Regions from separate parts of the Zea mays genome. Here region 1 is linked to region 2. A link is a contact called in public Hi-C data. All regions are on one chromosome and are shown on one strand. Each heading gives the region's core, a stretch centred on a gene start, on an enhancer-like site or on the middle of the called end of the contact. The rest is flanking DNA. Distances are from core to core; before and after follow the strand shown.

Region 1 (7,560 bases), core at 3,282-5,781, 150 kb after region 2:
GGAGGGGACGGGACAAGCCCGAATGTTGTTCTTCCACCACGTGGGGAAGGCGTCGTCGATTTCCCCGCCGGCGGGCGGGCTGTCGACCGCCATTGTCGCTGCCGCGCGGCGGGGAAAGGAGTATCATGTCGTAGCTGCCGTCGAGGGACATGAACTCAAGACTCCCGAAACGGAGCACCGTCCCGGGCTGGAGTGGTTGCTGGAGACTGCCCATCTGGAGCTTGACGGGAAGCTGTTCGTCAACACGCAGCAGGCCCCTACCTGGCGCGCCAAATGTTAGCGTTTCGAAACCCTGGGGGTCCCTGGATCGACGAGTGAATTCTTTCTGCATGCCCCAGCCCAGATGGGTCGGCGCGAGGCGGAACGCGAAGGGGGGGAGAAAGCAGCCAGAGGGAGATAGGCGTGGGAGGTGGAACCCGTGGCCTTCGTGTTAGCCCCACGCCCAGGTCGGGTGCGCTTGCAGTAGGGGGTTACAAGCGTCCACGCGGGAGGGAGCGAGCGGCCTTGCGCGAGCGCCGTCCCGTCCTTCCCCGCGCGACCAACCTTCTGTAAGAGGGCCCTGGACCTCCCTTTTATAGGCGTAAGGAGAGGATCCAGGTGTACAATGGGGAGTGTAGCAATGTGCTAACGTGTCTAGCGAGGGAGAGCTAGCGCCCTAAGTACATGCCATTGTGGTAGCCGGAGAGGTTTTGGCACACAGTTCGCGTGGTGTCGTGGCCGTCGGAGGAGCGCTGGAGCCTGGCGGAAGGACAGCTGTCGGGGCTATCGAGTCCTTGCTGACGTCCTCTTGCTTCCGTAAGGGGGCTGAGAGCCGTCGTCGTCATGGAGCGTGCGGGGCGCCATCATTACTTGTATAGTAGAGCGAGCCAGATGGGACGTCGGTCTTGTTCCCCGTAGCCTGAGTCAGCTCGGGGTAGGGTAATGATGGCGCTTCCTGTTGACGTGGTCGGTCCGTGCCCTAGGTTGGGCGAGGTGGAGGCTCCTCCGAGGTCGAGGTCGAGGTCGAGTCTATCTTCTAAGGTCGAGGTCGAGTCCGAGCCCCCGGGTCGGACGAGGCGGAGACCGTCGGCTGAGGCCAGGGCTGAGTCCGAGCCCTGGGGTCGGGCGAAGCGGAGTTCGTCGTCCTTCGGGGCTGAGCCCGAGTCCGAGCCCTAGGGTCGAGCGAAGCAGAGTTCGTCGTCTTCCGGGGCTGAGCCCGAGTCCGAGCCCTAGGGTCGGGCGAAGTGGAGTCCGTCGTCTTCCGGGGCTGAGCCCGAGTCCGAGCCCTGGGGTCGGGTGAAGCAGAGTCCGTCGTCTTCCGGGGCTGAGCCCGAGTCCAAGCCCTGGGGTCGGGCAAAGCGGAGTTTCCTATGACGCCTGAGGCCGGACTTGGCTGCTGTCAGCCTCACTCTGTGAGTGGCTCAGCAGTCGGAGCGGCGCAGGCGGCGCTGTTGTCAGACCGGTCAGTGGAGCGGTGAAGTGACTGCGGTCACTTTGGCTCTGTCAACTGGAGGGCGTGCGTCAGGATAAAGGTGTCAGGCCACCTTTGCATTAAATGCCCCAGCGATTTGGTCGGTTGGCGTGGCGATTTGGCCAAGGTTGCTTCTTGGTGAAGACTGGGCCTCGGGCGAGCCAAAGGTGTATCCATCGCTGGAGGGGGTCCTCGGGCGAGACGTAGATCCTCCGGGGTCGACTGCCCTTGCCCGAGGCTGGGCTCGTGCGAGGCGTGATCGCGTCCCTCGAATGGATCGATCCTTGACTTAATCGCACCCATCAGGCCTTTACAACTTTGTGCTGATGGGGGTTACCAGCTGAGATTTAGGAACCTTGAGGGTACCCCTAATTATGGTCCCCAACATCGATGCTATAGTCCTGCAAAGAACAAATGAAATTGCATCTATCAAGGTAGTTGATCTGCTATTGGACTCATAATGTGAGAAACAAAAAAATGAGCATGACCTGCTTTTGTACACCGAGAGAAAACTGCAGTTTGGCCTATTTTAAAAATCATGTGAAAATACAAATCCGACTCTGATTGCCATGAAACCAGAATCACATCTTCCCACGACTCGATTGTTACCCATTTCCAAAATGAAGGCATCATACCCTACTGCTCGAAAAAAGGTCATAAAAAATAAACATATAAAGGCAGGCACTGGAAAATATTGAAAAGAAAGTGGGTTTGTTTGTCTTGCTAGGACCAGATCCTGACAAATCCCTCATCCTCTAAAGACGCAATCCTCAAGCTACGTTATTTCAAGTGTACTCTGCTGAATCAATTCTTGTGGAAGAGAGCAAGCATCATATCAGAACTGGTGACAGTCCTCCAGAAATAGAGGACACTACCGGTATGGCAGGATCGTGAATTCGGCAAGTGCAACAGCTCCAACAAATTGCAGATACAGTCCAAACCGAGTTAAATGGGGTAAAAAATTCTGGCCGCATCAAATCGAGCGAACAATTAGTTCTCCCGGTGGAGGAGCCTAAACAAATCCGAGCTCCCAATCTACAGCAAACAACTTGTCACTACTTAAAAAATTAATAAAAAGAAGTCATCTCAGCTCAGCAGCAGTAGAAACTGAAGCGAATCGAACCATGAATTCGACTCCAAGGCGCTTCACCTGTTCGCTCCACCGGCGAATCTGCACTTCTGCAGCTACCGCACAATGCTGTGACGGGATCGGGCCAGCGCCAATTGTCCTCCTAACAAATTTACCTCCCACGGTCGCACCCAACAGCTGAGCAAAAATTAAAAAGAAAGTGGGTTTGTTTGTCTTGCTAGGTCCAGATCCTGACAAATCCCTCATCCTCTAAAGACGCAATCCTCAAGCTACGTTATTTCAAGTGTACTCTGCTGAATCAATTCTTGTGGAAGAGGGAAAGCATCATATCAAAACTGGTGACAGTCCTCTAGAAACAGAGGACACTACCGATATGGCAGGATCGCGAATTCGGCAAGTGCAATAGCTCCAACAAATTGAAGATACAGTCCGCACCGAGTTAAATGGGGTAAAAATTCTGGCCGCATCAAATCAAGCGCACAATTAGTTCTCCCGGTGGAGGAGCCTAAACAAATCCGAGCTCCCAATCTATAGCAAACAACTTGTCACTACTTAAAAAATTAATAAAAAGAAGTCATCTCAGCTCAGCAGCAGTAGAAACTGAAGCGAATCGAACCATGATTTCGACTCCAAGGCGCTTCACCTGTTCGCTCCACCGGCGAATCTGCACTTCTGCAGCTACCGCACGATGCTGTGATGGGATCGAGCCAACGCAAATTGTCCTCCTAACAAATTTACCTCCCACGGTCGCACCCAACAACCGAGCAAAGAGGCACGCGTGGCAGCATACCACCGAACACCTGGCGGGAGTGCACTCGACCCGTCTATGCAGTCACACGGGACAATGGCGCACGCAAGGAGAGACATGGAAGGCAAGCAAAAGGACATGAGGAAGAGCAGGCGACGTGACGTGAGGGGGATGGAGGCAGGAGGCGTACCACGACGACGAAGAAGGTCTTGTCCCTGATCTCGGAGAGCACCGTCATGGCTAGCGACTTGCTGAACCCCTGGACGCATCCATGCAGAAACACGAGCAACAAGCCAAGCCACCTCCTCTGCTTAACTAACACACCTGAATGAAAGAAGAGGAAGTGAGAGGGAGGAAAGGTGACCCCGAGCAAAGACGACGCCGTTTTGGAGGAGGGCGGCGGGGCGCGGCGATTCCGATCTCGCAGGTCGCGGGATAGAGGTAGAGCAGCTGAGGCGAGGCGCTGCGGGCGTGGGGATCTGATTTGCAGGGAGGATCTGGGGGATGGGGATCGGTGGAGCGGGCGGGGGGAACAGTGGTTTGTGCGTGCACGGAGGGGGCCGAGCGAGGGCATGGCTGAGCGAGCGAGGATCGGGTGCTGGCGCGTGCTCGTTGGCGGAGGGGGAGGCAAATCCGCCATGCGCGGGCATGCGACTGGCTGTGCGCGGAGGGGGCCAAGCGGGATGGAGGCAAAATCCGCTGCACCCGCCATCCATGGCAGCATTTGCGGGGGCAGGGGCCTGCGGATTGTGGAGATCGCGCCCTTCCATCGACGATGGAGGCTGGCGGGCGATGTGGGAGAGGGGGTGGGGTCATGGTGTAGCCCCTGGTGGACGCCTGGGGAGGCACGATTTCTCCGTAAACCATGGATGGTAGTCTTCTAGGAGAGCGTGGAGAAGGATGGAGGTTGGTGCTTCGCCAATGATGGAAACCTTGCCCGAAGCCTTGATTGAAGGTTAGGCCGCATGGATTGCGCGAGCGAGGCCGATATGGTGGGGAGCGGGAATTGCGCATGGATTGCGCCGTTGAAGGAAGGTCGGGGGATGCGGGGCGGGGTGCGGCCGCGAGCGGGATGCGGGGCGGGGTGTGCCAGCGGTAGAACGTGCACCATCCGAGGAGTGTGGACGCCTGTATTATACACATAAGTAGTAGTAGAGATAGGAGAGAGAAAAAGAGATTGAGCGAAACAACCTTGCATCACCGTTTTGAGGAAATGACACAGGCCTTTTTCCTTTTTCAGTCTAGTCGCGAACGAGCGTGCCGCGCCGCGTGCACTCTCACACACACACAGAGAGAGAGAGAGAGAGAGAGAGAGAGAGAGAGAGAGAGAGAGAGAGAGAGAGAGAGAGAGAGAGAGAGAGAGAGAGAGAGAGAGAGAGAGAGAGAGAGCGCAACGCGAAAAGCCGAAAACCCAAATCGAGTTTCCTGCCGGCCTGTCCAATTTCTGTCTAACTCCCAGTCCCAGACCCAGACCCAGAGAAGATCAGAAGAAGGGGGAAGACAGCTCGTGCTTCGACAGGCGTCAGCCCTAGCGCAGCTTCCCGGCGACGGCGATGAGCCTGGGAGCTGAGGTGATCGAGCTCTCCAGCGACGAAGACGAGGAGCCTGTGCCCAGCACTACCGCTCTCATCCACCACGCCCCCTCCTCCCCTCCCGACGTCAAGCCGCACCTGCTCGCCGACGTCGATGTGAAGCCGCTGCTTCTTCTCCCGCCGCCGCTCCACCCCCCGGGCTACGGCGCGCTCGTGCCCGTGAAGACCGAGGAGCCCGTGCCCGTGGCCACCGTCTCGTCACCGCCCAGGGCGCTCCCGCCGCCGCGCCTCTGCCGCCAGTTCTGGAAGTCCGGCGACTACGTCGTCGCGCGCCGCAACCCCGATGTGGCCGGCCCCGGTAGGCTATCGGTCGGAGGAATCTCGGCCCCAATTTCTGCTGCCTCTTCGCTTTCCTTTGATACTTCCGGTGGGGATGGTGATCAAGCTGAGTGAGATTTGCGATTTGGTGGTGCGTGCAGGTGGGCGGAACCGGTTGCGGATAAACCCCAAGTTTCTGCACTCCAATGCGACTTCCCACAAGTGGGCTTTTGGCGGTATGGGACGATCCCCTCATTGTCTCGGGTGTATAATTGGCTATACTACGCAAAACAACTGTTTTTTAGGAATTGTTTTGGCTTCATTAGCATGAATAAGATAATCTACGTATTTGTTCCCCTGTACTGCTAACTCTGTCTCTTTTAAACGATGCGAACTTGTAGTTTGGATTGTTATATGTTCCCTTAAGAAAATTGAACTATCACTTCTGAATGAAATGAAGCACTCACTTCAGTGACACAAAGGACATTAAATATTCTTCAACAATGCTAGATGACTAATAGAATAGAATTTTGTATTTGTCATATAAACACCTATTTGTTTTTACAATGGTTATGCTTGAAAATTAGGCACCCTTTTAAAGTTCGGGACTGGTTCCACAAGCCTGTACCAAATGATGCACTCCTTTCTCATCATTCATAAGTAGAGAGTTAAACCATTGTACGCCTATGAAAAAACATTAGCATTTTCACAATCTCGCTTGTTGTCTTGGTTTTTGCAACTTTCCAACTGTATCATTTTTTTGGACAAATCAACCATATATGGCATCCTAGTTCGAAACCTGTTGCATGCTTTTATATTGTACTTGTGCACACCAATTTGTTCAATGTTGTTTTCCCTCAATTTCTTGCAGCCATTGCCGAGCTCCTTGACAATGCAATCGATGAGGTAATCATTAAGGTTTTTTTCGACATGTACAGAAAGAAACTAAGACATAACATGAAGCTAAGTATGGTTGTTTCTGTGACATATTTTCTCTCAGGTGAACAATGGGGCAACATTTGTCCGTGTTAATAAATTTAAAAACCCACGAGATGGGAACCCCTCATTGTTGGTTCAAGGTTGCTGTTTTTAAGGCTATGTTAATCTGTTTGTTTTCATATGAACTGTTATCTGGATTGTAACTTTGTTGTGTTTTACTTTTACATTAATAAGATGATGGAGGGGGGATGGATCCTGAGGCACTGAGACGTTGCATGAGCTTCGGATTTTCAGATAAACAGTCTGATGCTTTCATTGGGCAATGTATGGTCTTGGGTATCCTTCCTTGTAGTTTCTTGTGAATCAGTTGTCTTGAGCCCCTGACCGTTGAATTTATATTGTTTCTTGGATCAGATGGCAATGGTTTCAAGACTAGTACGATGCGGCTTGGAGCAGATGTGATTGTTTTTACACAAAACCAAAATAACTGGTACTTAACCTTTGCATTCATCCTTGGTACTTTTATTTTTTGACATTGAACTACAAACAAGCATCCTGTGATGCTACCTTTATCTTTGCTAATATAAGGGGCTCTTGGTAAACTTGACTAACATATTTCCTTTTTCAATAGTACATACTATAAAGTTCTAAGGAATAAAAGTGAAACAAGTAGAGATGTTGATTGATAGCAGTTTGAAGCAAGCATATGTGCTTTTGAAATGCTTCCTTTTTCTCGTTCCTATTTGAGTAGAAATGATTCAATTATAACCCTGATTCTTGTGAAATGACGGTGTACATTGTTTTTCAGTTTTGTGTACAGGGAAACAGGCATCACTAGAAACTAAAATGATAGCAATGTGTTCCATATGTCATTTAGTGCATGTTGCTCTACTACATTCCTGTTGATCTGTTATGTCATTTAAAATTGGATGAAATTGCTTGATTCCTCTTTAGCTCTACTAAAATGTCTCTCCACCTAACCCATGTGTCTACTGAAGTAAAAGATTTTTGTTTCCTGTAGGGTGCCAACTAGAAGTATCGGCCTTCTTTCTTACACATTTTTGATGGAAACAGGTTGCGATGATGTGCTGGTGCCAACGGTGAGTTTGACACTTCCTTTTCTGTCTGACTGTTATTGTCATTTGAGCTATTTTCTAGTTCACCTATCATCTTCTGAGTTTTGATCTTGTGTTTGTCTTGCTGTCTTGCAGGTAGACTATCAGTATGATCTAACAACAACTTCATATGTTCAGATGTTGCGTCATGATCAGAAGCTCTTCTCTTCTAATTTGGCAATCCTTCTCAAATGGTCCCCTTTTTCTACTGAAGCTGAGTTGCTTAAACAAGTACGGAATAGATATGTATTTATCTTTGAGATATTTTTTTGCTAACTTTTGAATAATTCTGATAATCTTGGAAAAAATGAGGTAGAGATAAGTTAAGGAAAACTGGGAGATGTGAAGAATTAACCAGTAGCCCTAAG
Region 2 (6,534 bases), core at 1,989-4,488:
CACAAGGCAAAAGCTTTTCCAAAACATGCATTGCTATCTTCCCAGAACCGCTGATCACACATCTGCAGAAAACTTTGCATAGTATTAAAGTAACAAAAGGCTAAATTATAACAAAGAAACATTTAGTGGATCAATGTAAGAAACCTTAATCCTTTAAGCTCTTTATTCATTTCAGCAAGTAAAAGACGTGCAAAAAACACCTGCATAGATAGAATGATTTCATATAGTGTTTCACTTTGAACAAGGACAATGGTCCAGTCAACACATGCAACAGAAATATTACTTGTGAAACAACTATAGCACCCACAGAACACACTATCTCCAGCCAAACGAAAATTAAGGTAGCACTTTACCAGACCATATCCAGTAGCTTCTGTTCGAAAACTTGACCCTGACCAGAAAATTTTAGGTCCTGTAAAATTTCCCTGCATAAGCACGACAGTTGAAATCTACAGACAAGAGAGAACTGCTGAACAAAGAAGTGGAAGCAGAAACTAAACAAATAGCCTCATAAGCCCCGCTCCCTACACTGAGGATGTATCCACGATTTCCCATAATCTAAATTCTGGATATGGACTTCAGAACCACCAGTCTACCTGAAAATGACCAGAAAGACGTCTATACTGCCCAAAAAGGTAACCCATTTCCCTTGGACCAACACCAATATCTTCAGCGGGAAAATCCTGGACCAAAAGATCAAAGTCTGAAATATTAATATAGACTAAGAACAGTCATTGCTTCACTTAACTAATATAGAAATAAAAAACTCCAATAACTGGGTATCAAGTTTAACTGGGAAGTACCTGATCAGGGCCCAAATATCTATACAGCTCATCCATGAAACTTTGGCAAAAGCGCATTATCTAACAGGATAAGATTTTGAGATTTACATGCAGCAAAAAACATTATTGTCCTGAGGAATCAAAATACGGTACACACACCTCATTATCACTTTTTCCCTTTGGATCAAAATCACTTCCTCCAGCAGCACCTCCAAGTTTATATAGTGACAAAGCATTCTTTAAAGTCTGTATGGAAGAAAGACAATGATGGGATAACATGTTAAAGTTCTGCCATAAAGCAATATAAACATAAAAAATGCATCCATTAAGCAAATCACACCCATGGCTAAGCAAAGGCTGCAAGTTATTAGCATCGCAAATACACTTGCATAGTTCACCTAGAGTGGTACTATGACAATGTCTTTCGTGTAAACAAGGAAAAACAAGTATAGTATTACATGTTCAAAGGCCAGAAACTTTGCCACACTTAAGCTCATGGATGGGTGAAACCGAAGACCACCCCTGCATGGACCTAACGCCTGACTGAATTGCACACGGAAACCTCTATTGACGTGTGCTTCACCTCTGTCATCAATCCATGGCACTCTGAAGATAAAGCATCTCTCAGGTTCCAACAAACGCTCCAAAATTTGAATATATCTGAAACATTATCAAATGAAACTATGTTACACTGAAGGTTTAGGCATATTCTTGATAAGGCATGAAGGGAGATTTGAAGAATTACTGGGCATTCTTCACCAAAACAGGTTCTAAGGAATGAACCACCTCCTGGATCGACTGTATATATTCAGCTTCATGGGGATCCCTCCTTAGGACACATTCAAGTATTGATGCTGCTGTTTTCGATAAAGCTGGAATGGACAATTACAAAACGCAGACTAAAAAAATGAGCAAGGTCATATATCATATAGTTGTTGGATCGTTGCAAGGGATATAAAATAATACAATCATTTTGGTTTGATAGAAAATGGAGCACACTGGGATAGAGGGCATAAAGAAAGTGAAAGCACAAATGATAACACCACATAAATAACAGCAACTTTAAGGCAAACTGGTTATTCCACTCCAAGCTGAAAACAAAACTGGAATATATAAATAACGATAATTTCAAGGTGAACTGGTAATTCCACTCCAAAAAGGAAATAAAACTGGAATATCTGCTTCATGCTATGTTCATTTTCTAGTAGAATATGAAGCAATTGCGAACTATGTACCAGCAGTACAGGATGAAGTAATAGATATGGTCATATTAGCATTTGTCTCTTCAATTGGACATTAGTTATAGCATTTACTTGTTATTGGACATGAATATGCTACACAGAACAGAATAAAACATGTGATATCTTGAAAACCATGTTATCTACTTCTCACAATGCAGCAATACACAATTAAAACTGAATGTTAATATATTTCCTGAAACAAATTTATTACACATTGACTGGTCCTTAAAACTGTCCCCATGTGAAATTTGAGTATAACTGTGGAAGCTGGGTCAACAAGCCGAAAACACCAACCTTTACCTTTGACATAGACCGGCCCCTCAATCTCGGGAGGCTGCAACTTCTCCTTGGAGGCCATCTGTAACCGGAGCGCCTCCTTATGCAACAAGCTATTGTTGTGCTCCTCAAGCGCACTCATCTGCATATTCCTGCTTCCCTCGTTACCATATGGATTCCGGCGGTGCTTCCGGCCGTACTCCTTGCACACCGAGCAGAAGATCCTGGTGGTGGTGTCGTGCACGGCGACGTAGGCCCACTTGTAGGTGTCCGCCCACTCCTCCCGCCATTTCTTGACCACCTTCTTCTTCTTCTTGGTGTGCCCCGACGGCGACCTGAGCATCCCGTCATGCTCTTCCCCCTGCGACAGGTGCTGCTGCGGCGCCAGCCCGTCCGCCGCGCCGGGCTGCGAACACGGGATGAGGAGGCTCTTGTGGTCGTCGGCGTGAACGACAGTGTCGTGCGTGGACGTAACGGCCACTAAGGAAGCTCCGGAAAAAGAGGGATCGTCGACAGGGCCGATCTCGAGGTCGATCTCCTCGCCGATGCCGCGCACCATGAGATGATGCTGATGCTGCCGCTGCGCCTGCCGCAGCAGGTTGATTTCATCCATCGAGTTCATGCGCGTGCTCGTTGCATCATGCGGAGACACGATACGAGCGCCAGGCGTAAACCAAGAGAATCCGGCTCCGGTTGCAGCGATCAGAATGGGGATTTTGGCGCTAGGGTTTGGAGAATTTGGCGTTTCCAGCTGACAGGATAAGGTTGGTGCAGAAGAAGGCTTCGATTAAGCGCGGCCGCGGGAAGGAGGATGCAGGGCATCCGTGAGCCGCGGCGGAGACTGCGGCCGGCGACAGCAAGCAGAAACAGCCGCGGCAACCGCTGCGCTGAGGCTAGTCCCGACAGAGTTTTCTTTCTATTATTACGGTACTCATTCATTTTGGCATAGATGTCAGTGCAATTAACTGGAGATATAGAAATTTCATGCGAGGTATTAGAGCTTTACGAGGATAAAACTCTATATACACGATTACCTAGTTTAAAACTAATATGTCAATATTAAAACAATGCATTTAAAGTCATAACTGAGAATGGCCTTAGACATGTCTAATAGTAATTAGACACTCTTTTTTATTTATTACGTTTTAGTTAAAAATTAACTAATATACAATAAATATTCGAGAGATAATATAAAATTAACTTCTATAAAATAGTACTTGTAGATGTAATCTTTTTATTTTTCTCCCTTTAAAATAACAACTTTGCTCTTGTTTATGTAACTTAGAATATCTCCAACATAAGTCCTAAATATTTAAAATATAGAACTCTAACCCAAAAAACATGCCCTCAACAAGGAGTTCTATTTCACAAAAATTCATCAAATAATTATAGGAATCAGGCTCTCGGTCCTGGGACCCTATATGCTGGAGCACTATTCTCGTTTTATACTATTTCTAACAATTAATTTCCCAAATAACATGTCCTATTTTTTAATAACATGAGTTGGTGCTGCAAATGTTTTTTTGACCCTAATACGTCAAATCATGTTCTACTTTAATTTTTGGAACTCAAATATAGAACTTCTATTCTATTGGAGATGATGTTAGCTTTATGCTCATTCTGTAGAATCCCCGTCTAAACAGATTATCTATATGATCATTCAAAATATTGTTTTTTATTGTAGACTGTACTGTTAGTAAAGTAGAGTTTGAAATACAAGATGAGATATGAAATAGAATGAAGCTATTGAAGTTAGTCTTATATACAAGTTTCGGCGATGAAGAGCGGATATGGTAATTATTTTTTACCACTTTTAATTCAAATATATGAATACATTATATGAAATATAAAAATATAAAAAAACAAAATAAATTTAAATAATGTTCTCTATAGTTCAAAGGGGCCAAGATATAGAATATATGCTTACAACTAATTTTTAGAAGAAAATAAGTTCGTCTATAAACTTGCGACCACCTCGTTTGTACAACTGGGTTCGTGAGGGCGACATGGTTTACACTTCGGTAATGATCCATCTTTTGTCGCTTCGTCTTGAAGTCAACGCTGGACCCTCCAGTGATCATGTGGATGACTCTGCGATACGGCTGATCGACGAAACCTTCTTGTTTTGGTGCTTGGGGTGATTTTGGTGGTGTGGATTTGGTTGATGTGGAGACGGATGCGGGGGTGGTACAACTTGTACCTCCTGATGGTGCTGATATGTGTGGTTGGGTGGATGTTGGGCGTGGCCGCCGTTGTATGGTTGTGGGTGGTGGTGGTGATATGTGTGCGCGACAACCCGCTGGTTGTCGGCTGGTTGCGCCCGAGACATCCTGTCACTGGTGGCCTTTGTTTCCGGGCAATCCCTTGTTGGGTGTGCGCAATCCTCGCCATGGAACATGCAGTAATATCTGCGCGGTTGCTGCGCCCGTCCCCGGCCCCGGCCTCGCGTGCCATTGCCGCGGCCCTGGGGGATATTCCTGACGGCAAGCGGCCTCGCCGGTGGGGTGCTGGTTGGCTATGTTGTGCACCTGCTGCTGACTGCGGCTGTCCCATCCGGAGTCTGACTGTGAAGGCCTTGTCCAGGTTCGGCTAGACTGCGGAGGGTCCTTGGGCTTTCTCTGAGACTCGATCTTGCGCTGATGGAGCTCTTCGGATCTAGCGTATTTCTCAAATAGCTGATAGAGCTCTTGGAGATTTTTGGGTGTGTCCCTGATGCAGTGATTGTATAGGATGCCAGCCCGAAGGCCACTGATGGCGTAGTGTATGGCAATGTGGTCGTCGACCGAAGGCAATTGTGACTTGAGAGTCAGGAACTTGCGGTAATACTCCCGTAGGGTTTCCTTCTCTTGCTGTTTGCAGAGTGATAGCTCGGCCAAAGCATCGGTGTCGGGTCGGTATCCTTGGAAGTTGAGCTAAAACTTGTCCCGGAGTCCTTTCCAGGAGTCGATGGACAATGGGGCAACCTGGTGTACCAGGTCAAGGCCGGACCCTCGAGGGCGATGATGAAAGACTTGGCCATTGTGGCGTCCTCCCCTCTGGATGATGCGACAGCGACTTGGTAGCTCATGATGTATTGTGTTGGGTCGGCGCTGCCGTTGTACTTGGGGTAGGTCCCTGCCCTGAAGTTGGCGGGCCACGGTGACACTTGGAGTTGCGGAGCCAGGGGGCTTCGCTCATCAAGGTAGTTCATGCATTGGAAATCAGCGGCGTGCGGGATGAAGGGCCCACGCTGGGGTATGAATGAGTCTCCGGCTGGCGCGCGCTGTTGGAGGGGTGTGTCGTGCTGCAGATCGTGCTGGCCTTCGTTCTGCATGAGAGCAATCTCTTGCTCGAGTTCCTGGCCTCTCTGTTCCTCGTCTCGTATCATCTGGCGCACCTTGGCTTGCACGGTGACACGTTGGCGCTTGGCCTCGAGGATGTCTTTCTTTTTTGGAGGTTGCGGTTCTTGATGCGTAGGGCCCGTAGTTGTAGTTGTTCTTCGGCTGAGACGCCAATGACTTCGTCGTCCTCTGTTGCGTCTTCGCCCTCTGGGGGAGCGAAGCCTGGGGGTGGTGCTTGTGGTTGTCCTCCGGAGCTGTAGGTGCGTAGAGTGCCTTCGGGAGTGGGTTGTTCGTGGCCTGTCTCTTGCTGAGAGCTTCGTCTTCGCAGGCTTCTTGGGGGGTGTTGTCTGCGAGGGCCTTGCCTTTTTTCTCGGCTAGCAGCGCTGCCTTCGCTGCTTCGTCGACGGATGGGGCTGCCTTTGAACTAGCTCGCTTGGGTGCCATCGTGTGTGGTTTGTTCGTAGCACGAACGACGGGCGCCAAATGTTGGAACTTGCTCTCCTGGGCAAGTAGATCCAACGGGGAAATGGAAAGAGTGCAAGCAAAGTTCGATGTGGGATGGCAATTGCTCTGTTAATCTGACCTCTCAAGGGCACTGTACAGGGGTATTTATAGGTACCTGAGTGTCTAACGTCCCAAGGCAAGGACGCTTATGCCCTCGGGTACCCGGACTATCCCCAGAATATTCCCATAAAGGGAGGTTACAGACCGTCATTACAGAAAAGCTATTACAAATGAGGCCCGTAACATGCTTGTCCACACGGGGCCCGTTACAGTAGGCCGATTTCCACGTGGGCCTATGGACTAGATGAGGACGCGGGACTAGCAGACTTCGTCGGAGTCTGGCCTTCGTCTTGCGATGGAGAAGACGAAGGGCTACTGCGCCGAACATCTCGCCTTCGTTGGTGTAGCAAG

What was found. Hi-C and Micro-C count contacts between places; a contact is called where the count stands out from the background.
Region 1: a Hi-C map of leaf shows a contact between it and region 2, with 2.0 times the contacts expected there. The contact joins the promoter of LOC103651618 here to the promoter of LOC100502380 in region 2. A contact is called at or near these places in 1 of 25 Hi-C or Micro-C datasets (leaf) and 1 of 3 datasets of contacts at active chromatin or transcription factors (seedling).

The regions. Positions count from the first base shown.
Region 1 is chr3:232,019,653-232,027,212 of Zm-B73-REFERENCE-NAM-5.0, forward strand. LOC103651618 (protein MICRORCHIDIA 6) reads left to right here and starts at 4,532. Exons shown (of 19, transcript XM_008677289.3): 1 at 4,532-5,178; 2 at 5,300-5,374; 3 at 6,010-6,044; 4 at 6,139-6,217; 5 at 6,312-6,401; 6 at 6,492-6,567; 7 at 7,099-7,177; 8 at 7,289-7,423. The coding sequence starts at 4,842.
Region 2 is chr3:231,869,536-231,876,069 of Zm-B73-REFERENCE-NAM-5.0, forward strand. LOC100502380 (Amino acid dehydrogenase family protein) reads right to left here and starts at 3,239. Exons shown (of 15, transcript NM_001323926.1): 1 at 2,324-3,239; 2 at 1,528-1,654; 3 at 1,241-1,442; 4 at 942-1,028; 5 at 804-863; 6 at 597-683; 7 at 354-425; 8 at 145-200; 9 at 1-62. The coding sequence starts at 2,921.